Regions from separate parts of the Sus scrofa genome. Here region 2 is linked to region 1. Evidence: chromatin contacts called from public Hi-C data. All regions are on one chromosome and are shown on one strand. Each heading gives the region's core, a stretch centred on a gene start, on an enhancer-like site or on the middle of the called end of the contact. The rest is flanking DNA. Distances are from core to core; before and after follow the strand shown.

The links. Hi-C and Micro-C count contacts between places; a contact is called where the count stands out from the background.
Region 2: a contact with region 1 is called in a Hi-C map of liver, with 5 times the contacts expected there. The contact joins the promoter of IGFBP7 here to the promoter of LOC100626988 in region 1. A contact is called at or near these places in 4 of 47 Hi-C or Micro-C datasets (embryonic fibroblasts, heart right ventricle, liver and 1 more).

What each region holds. Positions count from the first base shown.
Region 1 is chr8:56,081,579-56,086,941 of Sscrofa11.1, reverse strand. LOC100626988 (nitric oxide-associated protein 1) reads left to right here and starts at 3,060. Exons shown (of 4, transcript XM_013978717.2): 1 at 3,060-3,309; 2 at 3,312-3,809; 3 at 3,812-5,363. The coding sequence starts at 3,060. The coding sequence ends at 4,194. The region is part of intron 1 of LOC100621006 (RE1-silencing transcription factor-like); the gene reads right to left.
Region 2 is chr8:56,354,850-56,360,212 of Sscrofa11.1, reverse strand. IGFBP7 (insulin like growth factor binding protein 7) reads left to right here and starts at 2,391. Exons shown (of 5, transcript NM_001163801.1): 1 at 2,391-2,905. The coding sequence starts at 2,431.

The sequences.
Region 1 (5,363 bases), core at 1,811-4,310:
AAAAGTTCGAAATATTGTGAGAATTACCAAAATGTGACAGAGACATCAAGTGAACAAATGCTGTTTAAAAAATGGCATAGACTTAGTGCAAGTTTGCCATAAACCTAAATTTGCATAAAATGCAATATCATGAAACACATCAAGAGGAGTGAAATAAAACAAGGCACGTCCTTAAACAGTTGTCAGTAAAAGGCAAATTCAAGTTTTCCTTCTGGAACTTTCCGTAATTTTTTCCCCCACATACCCTCCACCTGAGGCTAGTTGACTCTCCAAGTGCAGAACCCAGAGATAGAGGGCTAACTGTACCCTGAAGTTTCCCACCTACAGACGGTAACTGAAGCCACGGAAAATGGATGAAATCTCCCAGGGGTAACTCCAACAGCAGACCAGAATGAGCAGGAATTCACACAGGCAGGAAGAATTACGGGAGAGTGATGGAGCAGATGAAAAGCGTTAGTGTCCACAGTCAAGGCGTCAACTATGTTGATGACCAGAGGGTTGAAATAAGCTTTGAAAAACGTCCTTCTGATTTATCCACTGAGAAGTCACTCATTTTCTGAAAATACTGGAGGAAAAAGCAAATAATAAAACATTCAGCTTGTTTTCCTCAGGACAAAAAGATCTAATATTCCTCATAAAAAAAGCCAGCTGAAAGAAGGTACTGAGGAGGGCTTATCTGATATTAAAGGACACAGGAGACTCCATGCTGGAGCAGGCTGATAACCACAATAACATTAGCCTTTCCCACACAATTATTATACATCGTTAATGAGAATATAAATCAGCACAATCACCAAGGTGGTCACTTGGCACCATTCAGCAACGTATCAGTATTTTGTATAATGTGCACATCATCTGACCTGACAATCCTATACCTAAAAATTCATCCTACAGATACACTCCTACTGGACAAAGTGGCATGTACAGGGTTACTCATTAGAACATTGTTTGAAGCAGAAAAAGACTGGAAATAACCCAACTATCCATCGAGACACAAATGAAGTTATGGTATATCCACACAAACTAGGCAGCTGCAGAAAAAGTAGGATGCTCTCTCCCTACTGATAGGAAAACCTCCTGGATGTAGATGTATAAAGCAAAAAATAAACGTGTAGAAGAGTGGTTAGAACCTGGCACTTTCACCACCTGGAAACAGATCCCACAGGCAACAGTTACAGAGCAGTGCCATTTGGCCCGGGGTGGGGTAGAACACCATGGCGATTTGTCTGAGCATAAGGAAAGTATATGGACAGCTAAGAATCTAAGTGGAAAGGGCTCACTGCAGACAGAGAGATGGTGGACAGTTTGCATTTTTAAATTTTCTAGCCTGTGAGCCATAAGAATATACTTTAGAGCTTAACTCAAAAGTTAAGGTAGGAGTTCCCCTCCTGGCACAGTGGAAACGAATCTAACTAGGAACCATGAGGTTGAGGGTTCGATCCCTGGTCTCCAACAGCGGGTTAAGGATCCGGCGATGCCGTGGTGTATGTAGGTCGAAGACACAGCTTGGATCTGGCGTTGCTGTTGCTGCGGCACAGGCTGGCGGCTGTAGCTCCGATTAGACCCCCAGCCTGAGAACCTCCATGTGCCGTGGGTGTGGCCCTAAAAAGACAAAAGCCGAAAAAAAAAAATGAAAATATGGAATTCTACATGTAAAAAATTATACATGTAAAAAAAAAGATACTGGCCCTATTCAATAAGCAAACACCACCTCCTAGAACTGTGTCACCTTGTGGAAAACGGAGATGTAAAAGTCATCTCTCAAGATAATTTACTTAAGCGGAAAGCAGAGTGAAGGACGCCAAACAAGCCCAATCCCCCCTCCCACCCTGTATTCTCTGCACCAGCTGTATTTGCAGAGCCTAGCACATCGCCCGGCACAAGCTGACGTTCAAACATTCGACTATTCAATAAATCCACTACCTCTGACCTTAAGGGAAATCGAGGAGCCCTTTGCTTCAGATGAACCCCAAACACCGGTACTGGTCGCATGGGGGGCCGCTCTTCCAAAACGGGGAGGTGTCACTTATCCAGAAGCAGCCAGTGGAGACAACAAATGTCATAAATGCTGCGCTCCCCGCCGGTCCACCTTCCAAATCCCTGGTTCGTCCCCGGCCCGGGGAAGGCGGAGGGGGGAACGCCTGGGGACCCTGCGCGGCGGGCGGGTGAGAAGGCCACAAACCCTCGACTCGCCCGGCTCCCACGTTTCCCCCTCGAGCGGGTCGCCGCGGTGTTTCTGAGGGGCCACCTACCCTCGTCTGCGTCACACAAACCCACAAGTGGGTCACAAGACGCGAACCCAAAAAAGCACAGGGAGAAAAGACCACCGACGACCTGAGCACCACACAAATGAACCCAGTCTGGGGGTCCCAAAACTTCCTGTACCTCACGCCAGCACCGCCCACTAAGACTCCCCGTAAGATCTGCGCTAGCGTACCAAGCCAGCACCGCCCATGGGGGCGCCTAGTAAGGTCTGCGCTTGCGCTCCAAGCCAGCACCGCCCACGGGGACGGCGCTTAAGGTCTGCGCCTGCGTCCCAGGCCTGCACTGCCCAAGAGGCTGCCGCATACTGTGTGCGCCTGCGCGAAGAGTGAAGCATTTGCTAACGTCCAGAATTGCACATGCGCAAATCGTGGGTTCAGACTTCTCTGGTCAGAAGACATGACTACGGCTACGCTCAGTCTTGGAACCAGATAATAAAGTTTTTTTTAATATTCCACTAATAATGACACCTGAAAAAAACCCAAGTGGATGTATCACAAAAGGCTTTGTGGTTATAATTTTACGGCCTTAGGTGTTATATATTTGCCAGTTACATAGCCAAAAAACAGGAAGAAATGAGATTTCCGAGCTGCAGACAGTACCAGCGGCAGCGCGCTGAAGAAGCCCGGAAGTAGGCAAAGCTTCACTGGCTGCCCAAACTGGCCAACCCAGCGGAGCCCGCACCTACAAAGCCTTTAGCTTCGCTTTAGGTGGGTTCTCGGCATCAGAGGCTTCATCGCGAGATCTCACGAGATGAGACCAGGGAGGAGGAGCCGAAGGGCGACGCTGACCAATGACAACTCTCTGGTCGTCCCAGGCTTTTTCTCGTTTACCGCGCAGCTGGGGCCGCAGTGCGCGCGCGAAGGGGTGGTCCGCCCCTTGCCACCCTTGCTCCTAGGCTGCCGTGTGGCCTCCTGCAGGGAGCCTCTCCCACGGCCGCGCGCCTTTGGCTCCGGGACGCGCTCCTGGATAGGAGATGAGTGGTCAGCCTCTCATCCCAGCACTCGTGGGGCCTGGGCCGTGGGCGTCCTCCGTGCCAGACTGAGACTGGGGTCAGCGAAGAGAGGAGAGTTTTCTGTTCCCCAAGTACATCCCGGAGCCGGAGCCCGCACCGACCCGCCAAGACCAGCTACGAGAGGTGCAGCAGCGGCAAGAAGAGAACGAACGACAGATGCAGCAGCGGCGGGAGGAGCGGCGCCAGCAGAAGCTCCGGGCCGCTCGGCGGGTGCAGCGGGCGCAGCCGGTCGTGGGGCACCCGGACCCGACGGTGGCACCCAGCGGCCTGAACTGTTCGGGATGCGGGGCGGAGCTGTACCGCCAGGACCCCGGCGTGCCCGGCTACCTGCCCAGCGAGAAGTTCCTCCGCGCGGCGGCGCAGGCGAAGGGCGGGCTGGCGCGGACAGTGTGCCAGCGCTGCTGTCTGCTGGTGCACCACCGGCGCGCCCTGCGCTTGCGGCGGCTGGAGTCCGCGCTGGTGCTGTACAAGGTGGACCTGCTTGATCTGCCCGACGCCCTGCTGCCCAACGTGCCCGCGCTCGTGGGCCCCAAGCGCTGATCGTGCTGGGGAACAAGGTGGACCTGCTGCCCCAGGACGCCCCCGGATACCGGCAGCGCATCCGGGAGCGGCTGTGGGACGACTGCCCCCGCGTCGGTCTCCTGCCTCTTGGCTCCCGGAGGTCCCAACACCCCGGCCGGAAGCAGCCGCGGGACCGGGCGGATAAGGCGAACCACTCGGCCAGGTCCCATGCGGTGCTTAAGGACGTGCGGCTCATCAGCGCCAAGACTGGCTATGGAGTCAAAAAGTTGATCTCCGCGCTCCAGCGCTCCTGGCGCTACCGCGGCGACGTCTACCTGGTTGATGCCACAAACGCTGGCAAGTCCATTTTCTTCAGCATGTCCCAGCGTTTTTTGAGGGTTTTTTGGTTTGTTTAATTGTCTTGTAATGTGCTGGTTTAGCAGATTTTTCATTGTAGAATATAAGTTCCGTCTCTTTTTTAGGGCCGCACCCGCAGTATATGCAAGTTCCTAGGCGAGGGGTTGAATCGGAGCTGTAGCTCCGGGTCGCTCAGATCTGAGCCGCGTCTACACCACAGCTTTCGGCAACACCTATTCCTTAACCCACTGAGCAACGCCAGGGATTGAACCTGTTCTCGTGGATGCTAGTTAGATTCGTTAACTGCTGAGCCAGGACAGGAACTCTTTCTGTCTCAAGGTAAACCAGTTAGCTTGGTTTACAATTGTGGCTTCCCACTTCCTGCCCGTGCACATCACTTCCTTGGACAAGGCAGATATGTGTATCAGAAGCATGTGGGTCACACCTTACTCAAGGTGAGGGGACAGGCTTTCATGGTTGCACAGTCAGCTTAACACGCCCTGCAACAGTCCCACAGCCCTGAAAGCTTTGGTAGGACAGACCCATCCTTGTCACACACAGTCAGCTGGCTCTCCCCTGACCTATTCTTGAGTATTGTAGCTTTAAAGGGAGGTGGGCTCTTTTTTGTTGGCCATGCCCTCAGCATTCAAAAGTTCCCCTGCCAAGGATGTAACACACACAACAGCCGTGAGAACCCCAGCTCCTTAACCCAGCAAGCCACCAGGGAACACTGGGCTCTCAGAAGAAGTTGGGTAGAACGGATCCTAGAGTAGTGACAGAGCTGGGTTTTCTCTAGGTGACACCGCCCAGTACAGTAGCCACATGTGGCTATTTAAATAAGTTAATTAAAAGTAAATTCACTCTAAAATTGAGTTCTTCACTAGCACTGGCCGCTTTTCAACTGCCTGGCGGTCACATGACTACAGGAAGTTGAACTGGATAGTGTGAGTGAGGGGAAGTTACATATTCTCCCTGGCCTCTAGCAGGTAGAGACCAGAGATGAAGCTAAGTGTCCCGCAGCGCCCAGGGCATTCCCTCACAACAAAGAATCTTCTGGTCCAAAAGGTCAGTGGCGCCGAAGTTGAGAAGCCCTTTTCTGGGTGGAGAAGCTCCAGGTTCTTAATCCCAGCATCCCTGGCACTTACACGTGGTCCCCCTCCTCACTCCTGCTCTGCTTTCCAGGAGTGTGGGGAAAATCTTACCTTGTAATTTATTTAGATGCTATTCC
Region 2 (5,363 bases), core at 1,142-3,641, 270 kb before region 1:
CTTACTGCTGCCTCCCATGCAGGGTTTGAAAAAAACCATGGGGTACAGCACTTGGTGGTGCAGCTGCTGTCCCTGCCCGCCCCCAGCCCCCACCCCTCGCATACACAGAACTGCGTAGAGCCCGAGGGCTTCCTCTGGCTCCAAAGCCCAGCTGGCCCAGAGCTGACGTGATAAGCACCTGTGAGGGCTGCCTCCCCAGCCTGCTCACTCTCCACTGCCTCTGCCCCAGCTGGTGTGTCCTGACTCGGGCTCTTGGGGAAAGTACTTTCTCAGGAATAACTTGTCTTAGGTGCTGGAGATCCCAATACTATGACAGCCATAGAGGGACATGAAATCAACTGAGGTGACTTGACCAGTGAATTAATAACATTAGAGTGGGTAATAGTGGAGTGCACTCTGCATTTTTTTCAACGTGGAACTGTATACCGGATCATGTAAACTCCATCACCAAGGGACAGAGGCGAGAATAGTTAGAAAAACTCTGCTGTAAAGATGCTTCATTGTTTTATAAACAATTGTCATGTCAACACGTGACCTTTAACATGTGCCACTTTTCTAGAATATGCTAAGGAGAGGCCAAAGAATCAGTGCTAGCTCTTCTAGATAAGAGGGTGCCTGCTTTTTTATTCTCTGAATTCTATAACTATTTAATTTTCAAAAAGATTTACAATAATTATCCTAGGAAGACTCTGGTGAGAGTGACATCCATCCATTGCTGGTGGCATTGTGAACCACAACTGAGTTAATGATCCTATAAATTCTTGCATTTGTGCTAAGGAAAAAGAACTCGGGGAGTTCCTGTGGTGGCTCAGAGGAAACGAATCCAACTAGTATCCATGAAGATAGGGGTCCATGATCCCTGGACTCATTCAGTGGGTTAAGCATTCATTGGGTTGCTGTGAGCTGTGGTGTAGGCTGGCAGCTGCAGCTCTGATTGGATCCCTAGCCTGGGAACTCCCATATGCTGGGTGTGGCCTTGAAAAGCAAAAAAAAAAAAAAAAAAAAAAACCTCAAAGAACTAAAATTCCATGTGCATAATGATGCACACTACAGTGTCATATGTTTAATAAAAATGGACGGAGTTCTGGCTCTGGCACAGTGAGTTAAGAATCCCTCTGCAGCAGCTCTGGGTCACTACGGAGGTTCAAGTTCATTCCCCATAAGGGCCCAAGGATAAAGGGTTAAAGGGTTAAAGGGTTAAAAGATCCGATGTGGCCACAGCTGTTGGTGTAGTTTGCAGCTGAAGCTCAGATTCAATCCCTGGCCCAGGAACTTCCATGTGCTGCGGGTGAGGACATTAAAAAAAAAAAAAAAAGGAGAAGAAGAAGAAAAGAAAAAAGAAGAAACAACCTAAACGCTTGGATAAGAGGGATTTAAAGAGCCTTTTTTCTTGGACCAAAAAAAAAAAAAAAAGGCTTTGACGGGGATGATTGATGAAGATCGAGGCGCTTGAGGGGCCTCAGTGGCACCCCCAGCTGTGCTCAGTTCTCCAGAGGGGTCTGATGGAGGCCCAGTACTGTGTACTGGGACTGAAGACCTGCCAGCTCTGGAGGGAATTCCAGTGCTCCTACTTACAAGCTGACTTGGCATAAGAAAGCACACGGGAGGAGGCAGTTACGAGGTCGCGAAAATAGGAGTACTTGGAAAATAGGAGTGCTTGGCAAAGACCTGTCCTTTCGGCTCCGCACCCAAGACACCCTGGGCCTGTGGCCAATGCAGACACGAAACCCTCACGTGGGTGTTGAAAAGCCCGTTATTCTTAATGGAGCTTCCAAAACTCTTTTAACAGAGTGCTCAGTACTCGGGCCTCCCAGACCCCCACCCCCACCCCCGACTATAATGGATTAAATAGGGGGTCATCTCAACTTTGCTGTTGTTGAGAAGTGGGTATATCCGGGAGTTCCCGTTGTGGCTCAGCGGGTTGAACAACTATCCATGAGGACTCGGGTTGGATCTCTGGACTCAGTGGATTAAGGATCCCATGTTGCCACATCTATAGCCTAGGCCCGCAGCTGCAGCTCCCATCGGATCCCTAGCCTGGAAACTTCCATATGCCACAAGTGCGGCCATAAAGAGACAAAGAAAAGACAAAAACTAGGACTAGCGGGACTGTGAGAGTCAGGGACCAGATCATGAGGGGCTGCTGTCACTGCGGGCGACCCTGGAAGGGCTGGGGCGCACCCTCCGCAGCCAAAGGGGCGCCTATCCCAGCGGCTGAGACGCCCGGCCGCTGATGCCCGCCCGCGGCCAGCAGGGGCGCGCGGGAGCCCGCGATCCGGGAGGGCGGCGTGGGCGTGGGAGAGGCGGTGCGGGCTCAGGCGCCGCGGGGTGTGGCTCCCGCCGCTGGGCGGGGCGCAGGGCTTAAAAGGCAGGCCCGCAGGCTGCCGCTCAATCGCGCTCCGGCTGCCGCCCTGAGCCCCGCGCCCCGTTATGGAGCGGCCGCCGCTGCCCGCCCTGCTGCTGGGCGCCGCCGGGCTGCTGCTCCTGCTGCTGCCCCTCTCCTCTTCCTCCTCTTCGGACGCCTGCGGCCCCTGCGAGCCGGCCACCTGCCCGCCCCTGCCCCCGCGGGGCTGCCCGCTGGGCGAGACCCGCGACGCGTGCGGCTGCTGCCCGGTGTGCGCGCGCGGCGAGGGCGAGCCGTGCGGGGGCGGCGGCGCCGGCAGGGGGCACTGCGCGCCGGGCATGGAGTGCGTGAAGAGCCGCAAGAGGCGGAAGGGTAAAGCGGGCGCAGCAGCCGGCGGCCCGGGCGTAAGCGGTGTGTGCGTGTGCAAGAGCCGCTACCCGGTGTGCGGCAGCGACGGCGTCACCTACCCCAGCGGCTGCCAGCTGCGCGCCGCCAGCCTGAGGGCCGAGAGCCGCGGGGAGAAAGCCGTCACCCAGGTCAGCAAGGGCACCTGCGAGCAAGGTGAGCACGGCCGGTTCCCACGGCTCCGCGCGCGCATCCCTGGACTCGGGGCGGGATGCCGGGAGGGTGGGTGACCCTCCCCTTCTCTTTTCCGAGGCTTCTCTTTGGAGGGTTTGGGGCGTGCGTCAGGAAAGAGAGCTTTGCGGGGCGACTGGAGACAGAGAAGGAAAAAAGTTTTTCCTGATGCCGCAGACTCTCCCTCCCCCAGAGCTCACCCAGCTCAGCTGGCAGATCGACTCCCAGAAGGTGCCTCTGTTCTGTTGGGGATGCGGAGATGCCATTTTCGAATGATTCTTTCTTGGCTTGGGTGTAGAGATGGAGCCAGGAGATAGGGGAAAGAAGTTTGGTGAAATACAGGAGGATTTTCAGAGAGAAGTTGTTTATCCCGCGTTTGCTTGGCTAGATTGTAGGAATTTTAAAAATTGGGCGTCCTGGTTTCCTAATGTTAAGGGAAGCAATTCACTTACTGGAAGTTAGAGATTCTCAAACAGTAATCTAACTAGTTAATTATTTGTGGGCAAAAAAAAAAATACAAACTCTTTGAAGAACTGTTTTTTGTGATGTTTATGTTTCGAACTTTATGACCATTTTGTTTTACTTTCTTGTTCCTTTTTTGCGTAATTTCTCCCCAGGATGCACTGTTCAGCAGGAATGCCTTTGAGGTTATGTTTGATCGTTTATTTTATTCCAAACAAGTCCAAGCTTGCCATAAATGAAAGAGGAAAATAAAGAGAGTCTGGACTTGCGAAAACAAACAAAAAACAAAACAAAACAAAATCCAAGCTTGTAATTCTAATGTCTGAAATAACATTTTCCATCGGCAGCAGTTTCAAGGGAAAGTTAGAAATCCAGCCTTGGCAGTCCTGCTCCTGGCCCTGGTCCCAGCCAGGGTGGAAAAGGGAGAGAGGAGACAGTTCTGAAATGACAGAAGCAGTTGCTTCTTTGACACACTCAGGCTCTCTCCAAGCTTTCCAAATAATTGTGGGTTTTTTTTAGAGTTCTTCCCAGAAGTCCAATGGCTTATAGGTCCTCTGTCACTGACTTCAGAGTTTACTATTGAAAGCCTTAAATAGTGTAAGCGACTTATGTTAACTATATTATCACTGCTTTAAATTTAGAAAGTCGCAATCCAAAATAATCCACGTACTCTTCCAACAGAAACCATCATGTGCTCCTTTTGATCTACTTTATCAGTCATACCATGAAAAGAGAAATGTGCATAGTTTAAGAATTCACTCCAAATGTTGATGTTTTTCTTACACATTCCACGGGAATTTTCCCCGTTGTCTTTCCCAATCACTGGAACTTGCTTTAGCAGAACAGGTTGGCTTGGTTATTAGTTAAGTATTGTTGTCAGTTCTAGCCTGTAGCTAGTTTTATCCATCTTCTCTCATGCTATTTACATCCCTGATGTGCAGTCATAAAATACTGAGACTGATGGTCACATGGAACTAGTCATAGAAGCTCATTAGTATGTAAATCCGAATCCCCAGCGTCTCCCAGGATGCAGTCCCTAGGAGGGTGCAGACCTAGTTTTTCTTTATGTTTGGGAAAATGTTAAGAGAAATAGTATCTAAAATTGGAAACCTTGTCGTGAATTAGTCTTTTCTTCCTAACCTAAATTTAGAGTTACTGGATAGGGCCTGGGAGCATTTATAGGAGAACGCCTGCCAGCGAGGGCAGCACAGAATACGAGGTTCTCCAGAGTACTTTTCCACAGCTGAGGCAAGTGGGCCTAAAGCCAGATCTCCTCAAATAGTTTTCCTGACTCCTGGATGTGTTTTGACAATTATAGAAGCAAACCCATCAGAGTACTTAACTTCTGTGCTATTTAGACACTCCCAATCGCTTCCCAATCCTTTGCACAGCGTAGGAAATGAATTTTCTGGCTTCTTCCAGCCATTTCCACCCTCGGGAAACTTGAGTTACACTGCCTCAAGTATGGGGGGGGCATCTCTGTTGGTCTCACTTACCCTGTGTTGATTGAGCATCTGACGTGTGTCAGCTCCGTGCCAGATGCTGTACAGCCGAGAATGCACAAAGCCTGTCTGGTCTTGCTAGTAAAGAAAGTATACATACAGGGAGTGGTGGAGTGGATTAAGGAGCCAGCATTGTTGCTGCTGTGGCACAGGTTCGATTCCTGGCGTGGAAACTTCCACATGCAGTGGGTGCAGCAAAAAAAAAAAAAAAAAGTATCCATGCAAGTTACAAAGCCACCTCTCAGAGCACCTTTCCTAGAGCCCTGGACACCCCCGTCTCTTCCCAGTCCTGTCTTTTCTGAGATCACTGCTTATCCATCTTGTTTATCTGTGCTTATCCATGCTTGTTTTCTGTGCCTCTGTGATAAGAGGCAAATCTGTCTTTTAAAAAGCTCTATCTGAAAGGTAATGACCTAATAATCTCAAATCTTAAGACTGTCATCATGAATTTATTGCCATTGAATCTTAGGTCCCCAAAG